Regions from separate parts of the Sus scrofa genome. Here region 2 is linked to region 1. The links are chromatin contacts, called in public targeted proximity ligation maps. All regions are on one chromosome and are shown on one strand. The core of a region is the stretch at or near the end of the contact, and the rest is flanking DNA. Distances in the headings are between cores, read along the strand shown. Region 1 has its middle 57 kb from the start of FAM19A3. Region 2 overlaps RHOC (rho-related GTP-binding protein RhoC).

Region 1 (2,700 bases), core at 21-2,520:
CCTACTTATAGCTTGTCGATGACTAAAAAGGGACTGAAAGGAAAGGAATGATACGTGGTCCTGTCTTTCCCTTTCCTTCTGTGTCACCATTGTCAGCTAGTGGTTGGCTAATTCAAGGAAGTAACAGCAGTAAGGAAGGGAATGATAAGGTTCCTTGGTTGTTCATGTTTCTTATAATGCTTCCTTCTGGTTTGAAGCAAGTTCTGGTTGGAAGAGAAAGTGTAGCCTCCATGGGCCGTCGGTATCCTGACCCCTTACTCAGACGTAGGCGTAGCTTGTCTACCTGGGGCTCCTCCTACACATGTGGGCCAATGCTTACTGGACATCATGAAAGCTACATGTAGATGGGGCAGCAAGGAATAACAGACATGCAGATTGCATGTGTCTCTTCTGCTCATGTGTATATTCCATTGTCCCAATGGATTTCACAAACACAAGGTCAAAGACAAAGTTATTAAGAATTTCAAGCAGATAGCAATAAAAGAAACATGTGGGCAGAATGTAGGAAAACCCGAAGGGACAACACCCTATTCTGGGCTGGTTGCAGCAGGATAGTCAGCTAGTGCCTTGGCCTGAAGGGACTAGCACCCTAGAAGGAGAGGGTGGTGGTGAAAGGGCTGCCTTGAGAAGAGCTGAGATTTTTGGTTGAGGGGTATTGCCAATCCCAGGCAACCCCACAGAGAAGGAACTGGTGAAACAGACACCTCAACCTCCCCTTCCTCCCTCCCTCCAGTCTCGCTTGGAGGTCCCCAATGCCCACTCCAATGGAAAGCCACAGGGCAAGTGGACCAACTTCCAGGGCAGAGAGCAGGGTGAAGAGAGGTGGATAGTGAATCTGGGAGGCAACAGAATGTGTTCCTGGGCCAAAGGGTAGGGCGAGAAGCCAGCTGGGCCATACAGACTCTCCTCCCTTAGGATCTGAATTCTGAGTGGAGCAACACAAGCCTAGAGGGGATTGGAGCTGATTCACTCTAAATGTGGAGTCGTGACAAAACTATTTGTTCTCGTTACCCAGATTCCTGAGCTGCCTTCGTTCCTGTCCTTTCCAAGACTTGGTTATTCAGCAGTTCCCCTAGGCTATGGGATGCCAATAACCTTACAGTAATTCTCCTTTTGCTTTAGTTAGCAAGAGCTAATTTTTTGCTTGAAACCAATCCCGAATGATAGAAACTACATGTGGGAGGAAGCCCTCAAACGGGCAGACTGGATTTTATGGGTTTAATGTGAGAGAGCCAGGGAGAAGGAAGACCAGTGAGGAGGTTCCTGCAATTTGAAGGATGATGAAAGACCTAAAACCAGGAACAATAGGAAATGACGTGGTGAGCCAGTCTCTGAGTCAGTCTCTGCCACAAGTTCTTATTTTAGATATTTAACCTCTTGTCAGACCACGTGGTGAACAAGGAAAGCTCTAATTTTGGGATTTGGAAAATGTAGTCACTATATTTGGTCACTTCCAATCATGGGCCCGGCATGGTGACATTTCAGGGAAAGACGAAGATTCATAAGCTCTAGGGCTGTTCCTTCAGGAGGTCACCTACATAAAAAGCTCTAATTTGAGGTAGACAGCAAGATGGGACTTAATGGAGGCAGCAGCAAAATCCAGAAGAGAGACTCATTCTGACAGTGGGTATCTGGGAGCCGCAAGAAGGACTAGACTTAAAGAGGATGCACTTTATTTTTCATTCCATTAAAGAAAAACATTATTCTGACACGTGCTAAATTAGTAAGGAAGACTTTATCCAGGGGAGACAAAGTGGACTCCATTCCCAATACAGCAAAGACAGCTGGGGATTTATGTCCAAGGAGCAGAATGAAGGGGTCAGTGGATGGCAAATTATGAGGAAGAGATGGCAAGGGTAGAAGGAGTCTTGCTAAACCGACCTAACAGGATCTTTGCTGAAGGCAAGGTCAAAACCTTGCACCTCAAAAGTAGGAATGAGGAACATCGGATGCTGAGGATGGGGGTATCCTCACCAAACTGACCTGGCAGAGTCCTTTGCTAGGACACAGGACAGGACACAGGATGGGGGCCAAGGTCAAAGCCTAGTTGAGAACAGGCTTCCAGGAGCCTGATTAAGGTTTGGTAAAGGAGTGAGCTTTGTCACTTCTCAGTATGTGCCCAGTGTTGCAGCTGCAAGCATTTCTGGGGTACAGGGAGGGATGTGCGTGGGGTACAGAAGGGGGGGTGGTTCACAAACAAATACACAGGCCTCGAGCCTGGGGATCTGGCTTTAGGCCGTCCACCTTCAACTGTAGGAATTTCTTCTGTTTTGGGGCAGATAGTAGAAACCCTTATTATACTAAAGCGAGGGGCTTATTTGCGCCCCAATGTGAAGCCAGCACAAGCTCCAGAGTTCCCATCCTGGCCTCAGCGTCTCAATGGCCAACAGTCTCCTTTCCAGTGACTGAGTGTAGCAGAGGGATGGAAGAGCTGGGAGACCAGGAGGAAGAGAGGGCCCAGGTGACACTCACACCTGGAGCCACTGGTGGCCCACACGCCCAGCCCGCTCACTCAGGTAAGAGCCACGTACTTGAACTAAAAATTATGGTGGGGAAGAAAAACAAAAACAAAGAGAAAGACAAAACAAACAAAGCATAGTGGGGTAGAGGTGTACCTCAGGCTGTTAAAAATTACCCAAAACTTGCAAATAAGGCTAAAATATGGCTGCATACACTTTCAAATTTACACGAGAGCATTTC
Region 2 (2,700 bases), core at 195-2,694, 75 kb after region 1:
CCATGGTGAGGGAGGGAGAACCAAACGGGCCCTAGTGTCTGAGCCAGTATATGATGAAACTGTCAGAGGACAAAGTGACCTGTCCAAGGGCACTTGGCAGCTTATCCATTGCCCACTGTTTGATGTTGGGGCTAGAAAGATGAATCAGAAAATCTCTGCCCTCAGGGAGCTGGCTTCTTACAATAAAGGTTTGCTTGGGATATGCAGGTAGAGCCACCTAAATACACCTGGGAGGTATGGGCTGAGGTGGATGCAGGACGAGGGCATTGAGTGGCTGGAACAAGGGCAGAGTGGGGGAGCTACCTTATTTGGGGTCCCGGTAAGTGGCTTTCTAGCCAGAGGTGAGTTAATCAGGGAGAACTGCCAGGCCAAGAAACATGGATTGTCCTCCAAGGATAATGTGGCAGGGTTTTAAATTGGGGACAGGTATGGTCAGGTCAGCATGTTAGAAAAATGAGTCTGGCAGCCCTACAGGATGGACTGGAAGAGAGTGAGAACAGAGGCAGGGTCGGTCAGTTAGGAGATCCTGATTCAGGTAAGAGAAGGGTGAACCGTGGGGTGTAAAGCCAATGAAGAGAATTTTGAAGGTAAACCTGAGTCTTGGGTCTCTAGCCAGACCCTGCCCATAGGGGCCAGGGCTGGAGGAGATCATTTGTTCCGGTTGCTGCACCTAGCCAGCAACTTCCTTTGACCTCTCACCTTCCACCTTCCCAGGAGCCTGTTCGATCTGAGGAGGGCCGGGACATGGCAAACCGGATCAGTGCCTTTGGCTACCTTGAGTGCTCAGCCAAGACCAAGGAGGGGGTGCGGGAGGTGTTTGAGATGGCCACTCGGGCTGGCCTCCAGGTCCGCAAGAATAAGCGCCGGAGAGGCTGCCCCATTCTCTGAGCTCCCCTCGGCTTCCCCTGCCTCCCTGCCTCCCTTCACAGGGCACAGAAGCTCCCCTCCCTACTAGGGATCCCTGCCCAAGGCTCCCTTTCCCAGTTCCCTCCTGCCCAGGACTGCATCGTTCCCCAGCTCTGAGGGTGGTGGCCAGCGGCCCTGGGAACCTAGGGCTGTGTCCTGCCTGTCCAGAGCCGTCCCTACTCCTGTTGCCTTGGTCCAGGGGTGGAGCCTTTGCTCCCTTAGGCCTTCCCCAGAGGATCATCACACCAGCACTTTATACACGTCTGGCTCACAGGAGAGAAGCTGGGGTAGGGGACCTGGAGGGTGTAACCCGGAGTCCTGGTCCCTGGTGTTTCTGCTTTGGGCAGAGGCCTTGGCTCTGGCTATACTTGGTGGGGGGCATGAATAAAGGCCACAGGCTCCAACTTGTGTGTGGCTTCCTGTCCTTCTCTCCTGGTCCCTGTCTTGGCTGTGAGCCTGGAGTCCCATCTCTTCAAACTGCTCGCCAGGCTGGCCCCCTGTCTGTAAAGGCAGGACTCCCGGGCAGGCAGGGTGGAGTCTTAGAGAAAAGGATGAGGTCATGCCTGGCTCTGGGCCTTGGAGGAGGGTAAGGGGGGAGTGGTCTAGAGCAGGGGCTAAACTTAGAAGCCTGTGGGTGGCCTCCCTGCCACCTCCCATTGGGTTTCCTCCCCTAGACATGGGGGTTGGGTTGCTTTCTAGCAGGGAAGTGGGGGTATGGCCCCTGGCAGTGTGTGAGAGTTCCACCCTCCCCTGTGGGGTCATCTTGGGAGTTCAGGAAGCTGGGGCCAGGCTGAGGAGACAAGGAGGCATAAAGATTTTTTTTCAGACTTTTTTCCTCCACCTTCCCCCGATTGTTAGCAGCTTGATGTGTCACTTTCCCCAGCAGGGAAGGGGTGGTGTGGTTGTAAACTCCCTCTCCAGCCTTCCTGTCCCCCAGAGGTACAGCGCAGCTGGAGTCTGGTTCAGGCCGGGGTCTAGTTCGGGGTCTAGTTCAGGGTCGGGTGGGAGGTTAAGGCTTGGCTGGTGTGAGAAGGCTGGCTGCTGTGTCCTCAGAGCTCATTCCTCCACTCTGGCTCCACTTGCAGGGGCAGACCCCCTTCACCCTCCTGGGGGAGGTAGTTGTGACTCCGGGGCCCTAGAAAGAAAAGAGGGGAGCTCTGTTTTAGTAACTTCCCTCCTCCCTCAGCGCTGTCCCCCACTCAGCCCACCCTGGCCCGGCCATACCTGAGGTAGAGGGGCTGAGCTTGCTCAGACCTTGGAGTAAGTTCTGTCCTTGCTGCAGGTCCAGTTTGGCAGGGAAGGGGCACCCGGTGTACCCCCCGTTTTCTTTACAGAACTCCAGGAACCTGTGGGGTACAGGGACATTCACACATGGCTGCACAGGGCTGGCTGAGCGCCAGCAGAGGCTGGAGGCCCAGCCTTGGTCCTGCACTTGGCTTGTACCTTGCCTCGGGGCAAGGTGCTCGACCTTTGCAAGCGGGGGATGTCGTTAAGATAAGATGGGAAGATGGACTGAGCCCACAGCTGTCCACCCAGAGGGATGGCAGGTGGGATGCTCACGCTTTCCAGTCGGGATCATGGCCCAGGAGGAGCGGGTTGCCCACCACGATGAGCAGAGCCTTGGCTCGGGTCACAGCCACGTTGAACCTCTGGGAAGAAGAGGGGGTGGGGTCACAGGAGAGAAGGGTCCTCAGGAGGGGAGTTCCTGCCACCCACCAGCCCTCAAACCTTGGGGTTCTTAAGGAAACCCAGGTTAAAGTCCAGATCGAGCTGCACAAAGCTTTGGCTGCTCCG

What was found.
Region 2: a targeted proximity ligation map of alveolar macrophages shows a contact between it and region 1. A contact is called at or near these places in 1 of 5 promoter capture datasets (liver), 10 of 47 Hi-C or Micro-C datasets (blood, embryonic fibroblasts, liver and 4 more) and 2 of 2 datasets of targeted methods (alveolar macrophages and skeletal muscle).

Annotation. Positions count from the first base shown.
Region 1 is chr4:107,661,446-107,664,145 of Sscrofa11.1, forward strand. No RefSeq gene overlaps it. Among named protein-coding and RNA genes, the nearest start is that of FAM19A3, 57 kb to the right of the region's middle.
Region 2 is chr4:107,736,392-107,739,091 of Sscrofa11.1, forward strand. It overlaps RHOC (rho-related GTP-binding protein RhoC), which reads left to right. Exons shown (of 5, transcript XM_003125846.4): 5 at 715-1,314. The coding sequence ends at 888. It overlaps MOV10 (putative helicase MOV-10), which reads right to left. Exons shown (of 20, transcript XM_005655442.3): 17 at 2,635-2,700; 18 at 2,467-2,555; 19 at 2,131-2,252; 20 at 1,698-2,041. The coding sequence ends at 1,956. Among named protein-coding and RNA genes, the nearest start is that of RHOC, 6.0 kb to the left of the region's middle.